2 separate regions of the Sminthopsis crassicaudata genome follow, and region 1 is linked to region 2. Evidence: chromatin contacts called from public Hi-C data. All regions are on one chromosome and are shown on one strand. Each heading gives the region's core, a stretch centred on a gene start, on an enhancer-like site or on the middle of the called end of the contact. The rest is flanking DNA. Distances are from core to core; before and after follow the strand shown. Region 1 holds the start of CCDC188 (coiled-coil domain containing 188). Region 2 holds the start of LRRC74B (leucine rich repeat containing 74B).

Region 1 (6,725 bases), core at 2,510-5,009, 640 kb after region 2:
CACCAGTGCCTTCCAGCTCTAGATCTCGGATCTTCTGGTCCAAATGAGGGTTAGACTTGGCTCATCAGGGGCCTGGGTTCAAGCCCCATCTCTGACTCCTTTTGGGCTGAGTGAAGGTGAGCCGACCAGACACTGATCTAAGATTCTAAATGGGGGAGCCTGGCACGCGTGAGGTTCCTCCCCCCAAGAGTTCCCCCAAATCAAGGAAATCAAAAATGCCCCCTGAAAACAAAAAGAATCCGTTCACGGATGCCCATCAGCTGGGGAAGGGCTGAATGAATCATGGTGTATGAATGTTATGGAATATTCTTGTTCTGTAAGAAACCAGCAGCAGGATGAATACAGAGAGGCCTGGAGAGACTCACAGGAACTGATGCTGAGGGAAGTGAGCAGAGTCAGGAGATCGTTGTACACAGAAACAACAAGATTATATGACAATTAATTCTGATGGCCGTGGCTCTTCAACAATGAGATGATTCAAACCAGTTCCACTTGTTCAGTGATAAAGAGAGCCATCTACATCCAGAGAGAGGAACTATGGGAACTGAGTAAGGACCACAACACAGCATTTCCACTCTTTCTGTTGTTGTCCATTTACGTTCTTGTTTTCCTTCTCAGGTTTTTTTTTTTACTTTCTTTCTAGATCCAATTTTTCTTATGCAGCAAGATAACTGTGTATATATATATATATATATATATACATATATATACACACATATATGTATATATATGATTTAACATATACTTTAACATATTTAACATGTATGAGAATACCTGCCATATAGGGGAGAGGATGGGGGGATGGAGGGGAAAAGTTGGAACAGAAGGCTTTGCAAGGGTCAACAAAAAGCTATAATAATTTAAAAAAATAATCCATTCACAAAAATCAAAGCAGAACTAGGGTAGAACAAAGGAGCTTTGACCAGGTGCTTGATCTAAAGGGTATTGAAAATGTTTGCAGTCCTGGTTGCTGCTCTCCCTTAGTGCTTCCCAGATATTTTTTACCTTTCTCTCAACTGATCTTCTAGCTGCAGCCTGGGGTCTCTGCTTTCACCACTATCCACCCCTCCAGAATGTGGTCCTCCCAGGATGGACCCATGGTGTGCTTGTAAATGTTTTACAATTTGCTCCCCAGGGGAGGAAAATGTGTACTCAACTGATTTTTAAGTTTAATTTTTACTGTTAACATTTTCTCCATCACTTTCTTAAGGCTAGACAATCATACATTAAGCTCTGATTTCTAGCGTTTTCTAATTTCCAACTTGGAAGTTCTCCCACTGAAAATTTGACAATCGCCTTTTGCGAGCTGCTTGGAACTGGCTCCAGTGTCCCTTGAGTCTCATCCTGATTTCTCCCAGCTGAAGGCATCTTTCATACCACGCCTACTTACAGAAGAGACCTTCCGCTATGGCTCACCGAATGCCCAAAGGGGTAGGAAGGGGGTAGGAAACCAGGGTTTTCTTGAGGACTTTATCAGCAGACGCTAAGCAACTGAGTCAACTGAATATGTGACAGGGAGAGCCCTAGTTCTGTAATCAGGACTTGTCTCAAGCGTGTGGCCTAAATAAATCCCTTGAGCCTCAGTTTCCTCATATACAAAATCTAACAAGATTTTTCAAGGGCTTAATATCTTCCAGATACTGTGCTAAACACGAGAATACAAAGGAAGGCAAAAAACAAGTCCCTGTCCTCAAGAGATCCACACACTTATGGGGAACAGAACTATCAAGGTAGGAAAAAAGGGAGGGAGGGGAGAAGGAAGGAAGGAAGGAAGGAAGGAAGGAAGGAAGGAAGGAAGGAAGGAAGGAAGGAAGGAAGGAAGGAAGGAAGGAAGGAAGGAAGGAAGGAAGGAAGGAAGGAAGGAAGGAAGGAGGGAGGGAGGGAGGGAGGGAGGGAGGGAGGAGAAAGAAAGAAAAAAAAGAAAGAAAGAAAGAAAAGAAAGAAAGAGAGAAAGGAAGAGAGAAAGAAAGGAAGGAAGAAAGAAAGAAAGAAAGAGAGAAAGGAAGAGAGAAAGAAAGGAAGGAAGAAAGAAAGAAAGAAAGAAAGAAAGAAAGAAAGAAAGAAAGAAAGAAAGAAAGAAAGAAAGAAAGAAAGAAAGAGAGAGAAAGAAAGAGAGAAAGAAAGAAAGAAAGAAAGAAAGAGAGAGAAAGAAAGAAAGAAAAAAGAAAGGAGGGAGGGAGAGAGGGAAGGAGGAAGGAACAAAGGAAGAAAGAAAGAAGAGAGGAAGGAAAGGTAAGGAAAGGAAATGACAAGCACTGTACTAAGAATCCTGGAAGGTAGATATATTATTGTCTATAGTTATAGAATTTTATAGTTAAGGAAACTGAGTCAGGCAGAGGTGATATGACTTGCCCAGGGTCACACAGCTAGTGTTTGAAGCCATATTTGAATTCAGATCTTCTTGACTTGAGGCCCAGTGCCTGTCCATCCTCTGCCTAGCTGTCTCCTCTGGGTAGAGGAGAAGAAATGAAATAAACATTTAGAGATTCTCATCACCTGAGTGAATTTGGACAAGTCATTTTTCTTCTCTGGGACTCAGTTTCCCCCTATGTAAAAAGGAAGGAAGCTTGGACTCAGCTTCTGAGCTCCCGTTCACCCCTAGTGAGATCTGCTTGTCCAGCCCCAGTCTTTGCTAACATCCAGTCTCCAGATGCTCATTAGGCATCCCGATGGATGACCAGTTGGCATCCAATGGCTCCAAAACAGAGCTCATTCTCTTTGCCCCTTAGCCTGCCTCACTCCCTGCCTTCCTTCTCCCTGTAGGGGACACACAAATATCCCCATCCCTCAAACTTGCCCCCTAAGAGTCCCCCAGATTCCTCACCATCTCTCACCTTCACCCCCATATCCCAAATCCCACATTGCCGAAGTCTCCCGATGTCTCCTTGGGCCCAGCTCGTGAATCCGCCCCGTTCTCCCCTCTGACTCCATCCCCAGCCTGTGAAGGCCCTTATCCCATGGCTGCACTACTGCAGTGGCCGCTGGGGTTCTGCCCGCCTCAGCCTCCAGCCCACCTCCATTCAGTCATTTTCCTAAAGAGGAAGTCCAATCATTTCATCCCCTACTGGATACACTCCAGTGGCTCCCTGTCGCCTCCGGGAGCCAATCCAAAGTGCTCTGTTTGTCATTCAAGGCTCTTCAGAAACCAGCCCTTTCCTATTTTTCCAGCCTTCTCGCCCCTTACTCCCCACTGTGGACTCTTCGCTGACCTCCCGGCCATCCCACGAACAAAAGCAATGTTCCAACTCTGGGCCTTTTCTCTGCTTGGGTCCCCCATGCCCAGAACAGTCTCCTCGCTGCCTCCTTTTTCCTTCCAGTCTCAATGGAAACCCTACTTTCCACAGGAAAGCTCTTAATTCTAGGAGCTTCGCTCTGTTGACTGCCCCTAACTTAGCGTGTTCATTGTGCACATAGGAACCTGCTTTTTTGTATGCTGTTGTATGCTTATCTTTGCTGTATGAGAGTGGGGACCGTCCTCTGCCTTTCCTGCCTATCCCAGGGTTTGGCAATGGCTGGGACACAGTAGGCGGTTACGGATGCTTGTTGACTGACTGACTGACTGACTGATAGGTTGGTTTTAGAAACTTAGGAGATGCTATTGCTTTAAAGTCCCAGAGAAGGGGTTAAGCAGTGGAATTGTTGGCTGCAGACCTGGGAGAAGACACTGAGAGAAGGTCTGAGCTGGACTCCCCTGCTCAGTTCTCTGGGCCTATTGTGACTCCCCTCCTCCAGCAGCCTTCCTAGGCTCCGCCCCTGCCTCCAGAGTCCTTTATGACAAGCTATGGACTGTGGACGGCCCGCAGGTGGGGCTGGACTGCATTGTCTATAGAGGAGGGGAGGACTGAGGTCAGACATCAAAGCCCCGCTGGGAAAGGGAGCGGGGAACACTAGAAACTGGGGCATCGAGGCTGAAAAGTGGGGAAACTGAGCCCTCCCTGGGCTGGAAGCCCTCTTCTCAGGCCCCACTTCTGTCTCTCTCCCAGCAGGATCCATGATGGATGATTCCTGGACTAACCCACATGGGGAATTGTGAGTAAACTAAGTCACTGACTCCACCTCCCCATCCCCGGGCCTAGGCAGGGGGGAGCAAGTACTCAGGGGGACCTGGACCCAGACCATGGACTCACTCATAGGCAGAGTGAGTGGGGAGAGAGACAGAGGGAGACCTTCAACTTGCTCATCAGCTTGGTGCAGGAAGTGACCAGCTAAAGGCCAGTCCCCCTCAGGTCATGTTTAGCCAGCTGAGAGTGAGGGAAAAGCACTCTGTTTGTAGTCCGAAAGGCCTGAGTTCCAGCAGCACAATGAGTCATGGCTACTCTGAAGGAATATGTGGTGAAAAATCCTATCCGGACTCATGCTGATTGTGTCTGAACACAGATTGAAGTGCTCTCTCTGTCTCTGTCTCTCTCTGTCTCTGTCTCTGTCTCTTTCTCTCTCTCTCTCTTCTCTCTCCTCTCTCTCTCTCTCTCTCTCTCTCTCTCTCTCTCTCTCTCTCTCTCTCTCTCTCTCTCTCTCTCACACACACACACACACACACACACACACACACTATCTCTCTCTCTCTTTCTCTCTCTCTCTCTTCTCTCTCCTCTCTCTCTCTCTCTCTCTCTCTCTCTCTCTCTCTCTCTCTCTCTCTCTCTCTCTCTCTCTCTCTTTCTCTCTGTGTCTCTGTGTGTCTCTCTCTTTCTCTCTCTCCCTCCCTTTCTGTGTGTGTATTTCTCTCTCTTTTTGTGTCTCTCTGTCTCTATTTCTCTCTTGCCTCTGTCTCTTTTTGTCTCTGTCTATATCTTTCAGGGTGTGTGTGTGTATGTGTGTATTTGTCTTTGTGTCTATCTCTGTCTCCGTTTCCATCTCTTCTGTGTCTCTGTTTCTCTTATTTCTTTGTATGTATTTCTCTTTTTATCTCTCTGTTTCCTTCCCTTTCTCTTTTATTTTTCTTGAGAGTTGTTTATTTTAGGGTGGGAAATCTGTTTTCTTTCACATGAAAATGTTTTACATAACTTCACATGTGGTTTTTAATGGGCTCTGGGGGTGGGATAAGGGATGGAATCTAAAACTCAAAAGTTTTAAAATCCAATGTAAAAAAATTAAATGTTAACTGGGGGAAATATTAAGTTAATTAATTTTTTTAAAAATTGAAAGGCCTGTGTTCAAATTCAATTCTTTTACTTGCTAGTCTATAACCTTGGACTAGTTTCCTTATACTGTAGGGAGTTGTACTATACATAGTCTTTACCTCAGTTTCCCAGTCCTTGGAAAACAGCAGGGATTGAACAGTATAATCTTTATGGGCCATTGCAACTTAGATCTGTTTACAAAGAGTTCTAGCTGTTAGTTCAAAGATTCTATCTTTCCTTGTCTCAGGAACATTTAAGGGAAGCCATTTGGGGCTAGTTTAGGCCATTAAAACTGTGGAGATCTAGGCTGAAGCTCAAGGTCAGGTGCACGAGCACACACACACACACACACACACACACACACACACACCTCAAGGATGGAGTATTTAAAAAAACAACCACAACTTGTGAGATTCTAGTTACAGAGACAGAAAGGGAGAGAGAGCAGATAGAAATTCAGAGAGAGACAAAGACAGTGACAAAGAGACAGAGAAAGGGAAGAAGGAAGATAACAGAAATACAGAGTACGGAGATTTAGACATAGAGTTGAGAGCAGGTAGAAACAGTCAGGGAAGTAGTACCAAGATAGAGATTAAAAAAAAAACAGGTAGAGATAAGTGAAGAAAGAAAACCACAGATGGAGGCAAAGAGGTAAAAAGGGGGGGGGAAGAGAGAACAGATATGAAGGGCAAAAACTGGGGCTCTGGGAGAAGCAAAGAGTAGAAAAGATTGAGAAAGGGAGGGACAGGTCAGGCAAGGGAAGAAGGTAGTGGATCTGAGGGATGGGGACTAGTCCTGAAAGAGAGAGAGAGGAGACAGACTCCAGATCTTTTATGGAGACTTAAGCTCCTGGGAATTCCAATCCCAGATCTTTCTCAGCCCAATAATGAAGGCTCCAGAAGAGCCTGTCCCAGGTTTTCCCCTCTGGCTCACCTGCTCACTAGCCCAAGGATATCAGAGGCCAGTTCCCTGACCTTTCTAGCCTAGAACACTCAGCCTTGGTCTTATGAATAAAGGGGCTGCCTTTAAGGAACCCAAAGGCAAAGCTCTGACCCCAAATTACTTATAGGTGTGGGTAGTGAGTTTTGTTAAAGGAAGGATTCTGGGGGGAGAAAACCTTGTCCCCCAAAGCCTGAAAACCTCGTACCTCCTGTCCTGCTCCATCACTCTCCAGAAGTTCTCACACACACACACACACACACACACACACACACACACACACACACACACACACACCTCCCTATCTATCACTTCCACGCCCCACACCCCGCCAAGTCCCTAACTCTCTCTGTGTCCCTGAGCCCACACTATGCTCTATAGGCACACACACATACACTCCCCACCCCCCAGGTCCTTGGGTTTCCACTGTGTCTCCCTGCGCCCCTCACACCCCACTACTCCTGCATGTTTCATCTTCATAAGATGACCTCAAACATAGGGTGACCATGGCGCTCACTAGCCTGTTTCTTTGTCTTCCTACAATAGCAGAGAGAGATTACACGGGTACCCACCACCTCCACCCCCACCACCACCACCTTTGCAGTCCCACGCAGTAATGGGCCAACCCCGGCTTCTTCATTGCTCGCTGGTGAACCTGACCCCCTGTGA
Region 2 (6,421 bases), core at 2,326-4,825:
GTTGCAGAAGTGAAATGGACAAGAGATGTCAACAAAGGATATTGCAAAAGTGAAATGGACAAAAGATGCTGCAGAGCTGACTGTCAACAAGAGATGTTGCAAAAGTGAAATGGACAAGAGGTGAAATAAAAAAATGTAAAAGTGAAATGGACTGAGATGCTGCAGAGGTGACTGTCAACAAAAGATGTTGCAAAAGAGAGCTAGTGAGGACTTTATAGTACACAGTAACAAGATGATTATGTGATGATCAACTGTGATCCACTTGGCTCTTAACAATGCAGTGGTTCAAGGCAATTCCAATAGACTTGGGATGGAAAATACCATCCACATCCAGAGACAGAACTATGGAGATTGAATGTGGATTGAAGTGTAGTATTTCACCTTTTTCTTTGTTTCTCATGTTTTTTCCCACTTTGATCTGATTTTTTTTCTTGCATAGCATGACAAATATGAAAGTATGTATCTCACGTAACGAGATGGTCTGGTAGAAGTCTATACAAACAGAGGAAGGCATGTACATTATTTTTACCTATATCAGATTGCTTGCTGTCTTGGGGAGAAGTCTTATAAAAAATGAATGTTGAAAGCTATCTTAACATGTATTTGGAAAAATAAAATACAATTATTTATAAATAAAATAAGAGGGGCAGCTAGGTGTCACAGTGAATAGAGCACCAGCCCTGAAATCAGGAGGACTGGAGTTCAAATCTGACCTCAGACATTTAACACTTCCTGGCTGTGTGATCCTGGGCAAGTCACTTAACCCCAATTGCCTCAGCAAAATAAACAAACAAACAAATAAATAAATAAAGATAAGAATCATTAGGCTATTTGAAAGCCATGACCAAAAATAAGCTTAAACATTATATTTCAGTAAATCTTTAAAAAATTGTCCATCTTTTAGAAACAGAGGACAAACGGCCATCTCCTGATACTCCAAAATGAAAACTAGCAGGAATATTATAGCCAAACTCCAGTTTTTAGAGACTGACTCAGTCTCTCCTGGCTTTTGAGGGAAGAATACTAGAAAACAAAGGATACACAAAGGATACAGGCTTACTGCCAAGTTCTGCTAATTTATCCAGCAAAACTGAATAGAATCCTACTGAAGGCAGGGGAGTGGGGATGGCCCTTTAAGGAAATTAGAGCACTTCTAAGCAATCCTGACGAAAAGACCAGAGCTGTACTGAAACTTTGAAGGGCAAACATAGCAGTTAAGAGAAACATAAAGAGGTAAATATGAATGAAGAATAATGATTAAATAAACAAGTATAAACTACTTATAATGGAGAGGTGATCTTGTGTTCCTCAGAACCCTATCATCATCAGGGACCACAGAGTGAATCTGATTAGACAAAGCCTGGGATTGTTCTGATATGACTTGGTGATCTTAAGAAAAAATTATATTGAGGGGGGAGGTAGGGAATATTATCTCACGTAACGAGGTGCTCAGGCAGAAGTCTATACAAACAGAGGAAGGTTATGGATGATTGGCACTTAAACCCTCTCTCATCCAAGCAAGACAAAGAAGGGAAGAAGTCACATACATGTACTATATATAGTTGGATTCTCTCAACAGGGAAATGAGCAGGTATGTGCAGTGGATAGAGAGCTGGGTCTGGAGTCAGAAAGATCTGAGTTCAAATCCTGCCTCAGACATTTACAAGCTGTGTGACTCTGAGCAAGTCACTTCCTGTTTGCCTCAGTTTCCTCTTCTGTAAAATGAGCTGGAGAAGGAAATGGTAAACACTTCAGTCTCTTTGCCAAATAGAAAGAGGGAAGATTAAGGGGGAAATTATTTGTAATCAACATAAACTCTAAGGATAAACAAAAATATTTATAGCTCTCTGAGGTGGCAAAGAATGGGAGTCTGAGGGGGTGCCCATCCATTGGGGAACAGACAGAACAAGTTGTGGTATGGGAATATGATGAAAGATTATCACGCTGCATGAAATGATGGTTTCTGAGACAACTGGGCAGACTTGCATGAACAGGTGCAGAGGGAAAAGAGAAGAACGGGGAGAACAATGTAAATAACAGCAATCTAGTAAAGTGAAACAGTTTGGAGAGAAAGAGGAAGTCTGACGGGGACTCACCGACTCCGATTTCAAAGATTTCGGAAGATTGATGACGAAACATCCTTCCGAGTGAGAAGTGACAGTCCACAGTGGTTATGTATTTTACATTTATGCTCCTTCAGTACATATTATATGTGTCATATAAAATATTGTTTATTATGTTTTATGTAGGTATAACATGCTATTAAGACTATATTGGGGGCAGCTAGGGGGCGCAGTGGATAGAGCACTAGCCTTGAATTCAGGAGGACCTGACTTCAAATCTGATCTCAGGGACTTAACCCTTCCTGGCTGTGTGACCCTGGGCAAGTCACTTAACCCCAGCCTCAGAAAAAGAAAAAGAAAAAGACTATATTATAAAATACTTAACAATATGATGTTATATCACTATATTAGTTTGTGTTATGTATTTTTATTTATGTATAATTATTTATGTAACTATAATATATACCATGTTATTTATATTAAGTATATCAAGTGTATATGTTCTCTATATTGCTTCTGGATGGAGCCAGTGTGGGTCTTGCTGTGAGCTCAGAGAAGGCCCCAGTGTGGGGCCGCTGGAGGTTTGGGGAGGGGGCACGTGGGGAACCTCCCGGCCCGGATGGGGGGGCGCGGCCTTTGTTACCTTCCCTCTCCAGGTCAGAGTCTCCCTCGCTTTCTGACTCATTAGCTTCCTCCTGGCCACCCCCGGGCTCACCGGTGTCCTCCTCCTTCCCCTGCAGCAGGAAGTACTTCAGAGGCAAGTGGGTTCCGGAGCCATGCTCGGGCCCTGTCTGGAAAAGGGAGAGCGAGGGGTCGGCCCGGGCGCCCCTTGTACTCTCTCTAGTCAGGGAAACCCGGGGCGAGGGCTGCCACTGCTGGCCAGGAAACCAAAGCGCGGACGCTGGCCTCAGTTTCCCTCTCTGCCAAGCGGAAGAGCCGCCGTTCCCTGAGCCCATCTGCCTCCGGGGCTTTGTCGCTCTCCAGACCCAGCGGCCCCTGGGGCAGGCGGAGATCTCGGGGCGCCTCTTGGGCTCCCTCCCCCCTCCTCAGTCCCTCCTCACCCCCCGCCCGCCTGGAGCCACCTTCCTTCCTCTGTCCCGGCCTCAGGGGCCTCTACGCCAGTCAAAAGGAGGCCCTTAAAGCTCCGCCCGGGCTGTGGGGGCAATCGGGGGACTCGTCCGTCCGGACTCAGTTTCCCCAGCCGTCCAACCTTGACCTTTAGCTCCACTTCCAACTGCGCCTTCTCCCCGTTCTGAATGCGGGGGCCCCCGGCCGCTTTCTCCTCCTGTACCTCCTCTCCACGTGCAGTTTGGGGGGACCGCGCGGGGGCGGCGGCCAGGCCCCACGGCCCCCGACGCTTGGACACTCCGCCGCCCGAGGGGTCCCCCCACGGGCCCGGCTTCCGCTGAGCCAAGGCCTCCAGCAGCGGCATTCCGTGGCCGAGCCCCCGGCCGCTCATGGTCCCGGGCTGCGGGGCGAGTGGCTGGAGGCGGGGCCGCATGCGGGCTGAGGCCGGGGCTGCGGCCTGGAGGACCAATCCGGGCAGAGAGCGAGCTGACGGGCGTCCCCGACAGCCAATAAAGGCCCGCGCGTCCTGCGTTGCCATGGGAACTGCCAACAGCAGCCCGGGTGGGCTGGGGATGGGGAGAAGTGCTGGAAGCTGCTCCCTAGTCCTGCCGGACGTGGAGGGAGATGGAGTGGGAGCGTCAGGACCATAGGGCGCTCGCCACCCGCCGGGCAGAGGAGCCCAGAACTCTGCCGGAATGTCTGCAGGGACGGGGAGCTCACTACCCGCCGGGCAGAGGAGCCCAGAACTCTGCCGGAATGTCTGCAGGGACGGGGAGCTCACTACCCGCCGGGCAGAGGAGCCCAGAACTCTGCCGGAATGTCTGCAGGGACGGGGACCTCACTACCCGCCGGGCAGAGGAGCCCAGAACTCTGCCCGAATGTCTGCAGGGACGGGGAGCTCACTACCTACTGAGGCAGCTCTTTTCACGATAAAGCTCGGGCATCTAGCCTAAGACAGATGCTTTGCAAACTACCCTCCCCCCTCATTCTGTCCCCTGGGGCCCAGCAGAAGCAAGCTAACCCTTCCTCCTCCCCCTTCCCTGTGTGCTGCCCCCCCCCCCCCCGCTGGTCCAGAGCCCCCACAGCCCCCCCCACTTGCGTGGCCAGAGCTCCATCCTCCTGTCTCCTCCCGGCACCACCCGGGCCGACTGCTGGGCCCTCCCCGCTCACCGGCTCTTCAGGAGCCTCTATCCAGTCCTCCCGCAGCCTGGCCTTTTTTAAATTAAATTTTAAAAATGCACCTTGCTGTATGAATCATGTTGGGAGAGAAAAATCCGAACAAAACCACGGGAGAGAGTAAAACAAGAGAGGGAGCGCGGGACTTGTATTCCTCTCCCAAGTTGTTCTGGAAGCCGGGCAGTTTCTCCCGGACTCTGGGATTGCTTGGGCTCACTGAGCCGCCGGGAAGGACGAGCCTGACTGGGCCTGGTCTCGCCCCCGCCCGTCTCCGTCCTCTCCTCCTGGCCCCTCTCAGTGTGCCCCCTCCTGCAAGGACAGAACCGCCCAGAGGTGCTCTGAGCGGGAGCCGCTCTTCATTCACGGAGGCTGCACAAACGGAGGCTAAGCTGGAGTTAACTGGTGGGGACCCTCGGCGAGCGGGTGGCTCACTGTCCCTGAAGCCCAAGCTGCCCCCCTGGGTCTCAGTGCAGCCGGAGCCGGTTTCCTGACCCAGTGCAAGGCGTTAACGTTTCCTCGCACGATTTCACGCCGGAGCCGGCCCAGAACACTGTGGATCAGTCCGTCATCAGGGTCACTACAGGTGAATTTGAGGCTGAAGGCAGAGACCCCACAATCCCAGCGGGATTTGTCTTAGAAAAGACTCCAGTCTGTTTCACAGATGTGGAAACTGAGGGCCTGGACATAAACTCAAGAACCCGTGGCCATGATAACAAAGTAATAACGCCAACAGTCCCTGGTTTTATGGGCCTTTAATGTTTGCCAAGTGCTTTGCTCAGGACAGCCCCGTGGGTCAGTGCCGTGAATGTGCTCAGAGGCAGCTCTGGCCTAGAGTCAGGAAGGCTTGAGTTGAGACTTGGTCTCCTGCTGTCTGCCTCAGTTCCCTCATCTGGAAAATGGAGCACCATGCTCTCAGGGGATCCAATGAGATAATTGTAAAATACACTGCAGATTTTATGGCCCAGAGAAATGCCGCTAATAAGAATTGTTATAGTTATCACTGCAGGGGGCGGTAGCAAAGACTGGAAGAGTTAAAATGACTGGTCCATGGTTACTATGGGAACTTTGGATTCCACCGGGTAAAGTGTGGACGGAGATGGGAGGAAGAAGAGCCTCCCCCTCCAATGAGCTTGTTCTAGAGGCCGCGGCCATCATTTCAACCCAACAGCCTGGCCTGACTTGGCAGAGGGGCTTGGGACGGCACTTCAGACACTGGGGTTCACCGCCCCTCGCCAGCCCCGATAGCTGCCATGTCCGTGGCTGGGCCTGCCTGATCCCCGGTGCTCTGGGGGCCCCCAGAAGCTTCCTGCAAGTGTCTGTAAATAGGTTCTTGCCATGGGGCCTGGTTTTAAACACAGTATGATGGTCCATTCCTCCGCCATCACACCCCTGCCATGCACCTGACGCAGGAGCGGAATCCAGATCCTGCCATCTTTCAGCTCGCACGCGATGAAGGGAGGGGGGCTTCTTTGTCAGGACAGTTGGACTGGATGGACTCTGAATTTCCTCAATCTGGGGGGTTCAAACTACTCTCACTCTCTGTCTCTCAAAAATGAACAAAAAATAAATCAAACTTCCTATTTACAGAAAAGAGTTTCATAGGTGAGAAATTTCTTGGATATAAAGTAACTGCCCTTTTTTAAATAAAATAAAGGAAAAATGTGAGTCATCAAAAATAATTTTTTTAGAAAATTAAAATAAATAATGAAAATAAGGCACTTGACAACACAGTGACATGGGAAATCTGTGATTGTCCAGTGTCAGAAAGGCCCCTGTCACCACCTCTCCTGTGTCACTCTTAGCTGGGGGTTATCCCCTCAGTGGACAGGAAGCTCCCGAGGGCAGCATCTCTGGGCTTTTTCTATCCTCGGCACACAGCATGGAATCTTACATCTAGCTGTCCCTTAATAACTTAAGTGTATACCTTAACAGAAGTAGAGCCGGAAGGTCAAAGAGAGTGAGGATTGAGAAAAGACCACGGATTTGGCTGCTGAAAGGTCATTGGTGACTTTGGAGAGCTGTTGTCCACTTATTCCAGCCACATCTGACTCTGTGGGACCCCATGTGGGGTTTCTCTTGGCAGAGGTACTAGAATGGCTGGCCATTTCCTTTTC

What was found. A called contact is a pair of places that touch in the nucleus more often than the background predicts.
Region 1: a Hi-C map of fibroblasts shows a contact between it and region 2, with 7 times the contacts expected there. The contact joins the promoter of CCDC188 here to the promoter of LRRC74B in region 2.

What each region holds. Positions count from the first base shown.
Region 1 is chr1:10,065,354-10,072,078 of ASM4859323v1, forward strand. CCDC188 (coiled-coil domain containing 188) reads left to right here and starts at 3,760. Exons shown (of 13, transcript XM_074292534.1): 1 at 3,760-3,846; 2 at 3,987-4,029; 3 at 6,603-6,725. The coding sequence starts at 3,992.
Region 2 is chr1:9,426,109-9,432,529 of ASM4859323v1, forward strand. LRRC74B (leucine rich repeat containing 74B) reads right to left here and starts at 3,576. Exons shown (of 10, transcript XM_074292468.1): 1 at 3,355-3,576; 2 at 2,707-2,854. The coding sequence starts at 3,564.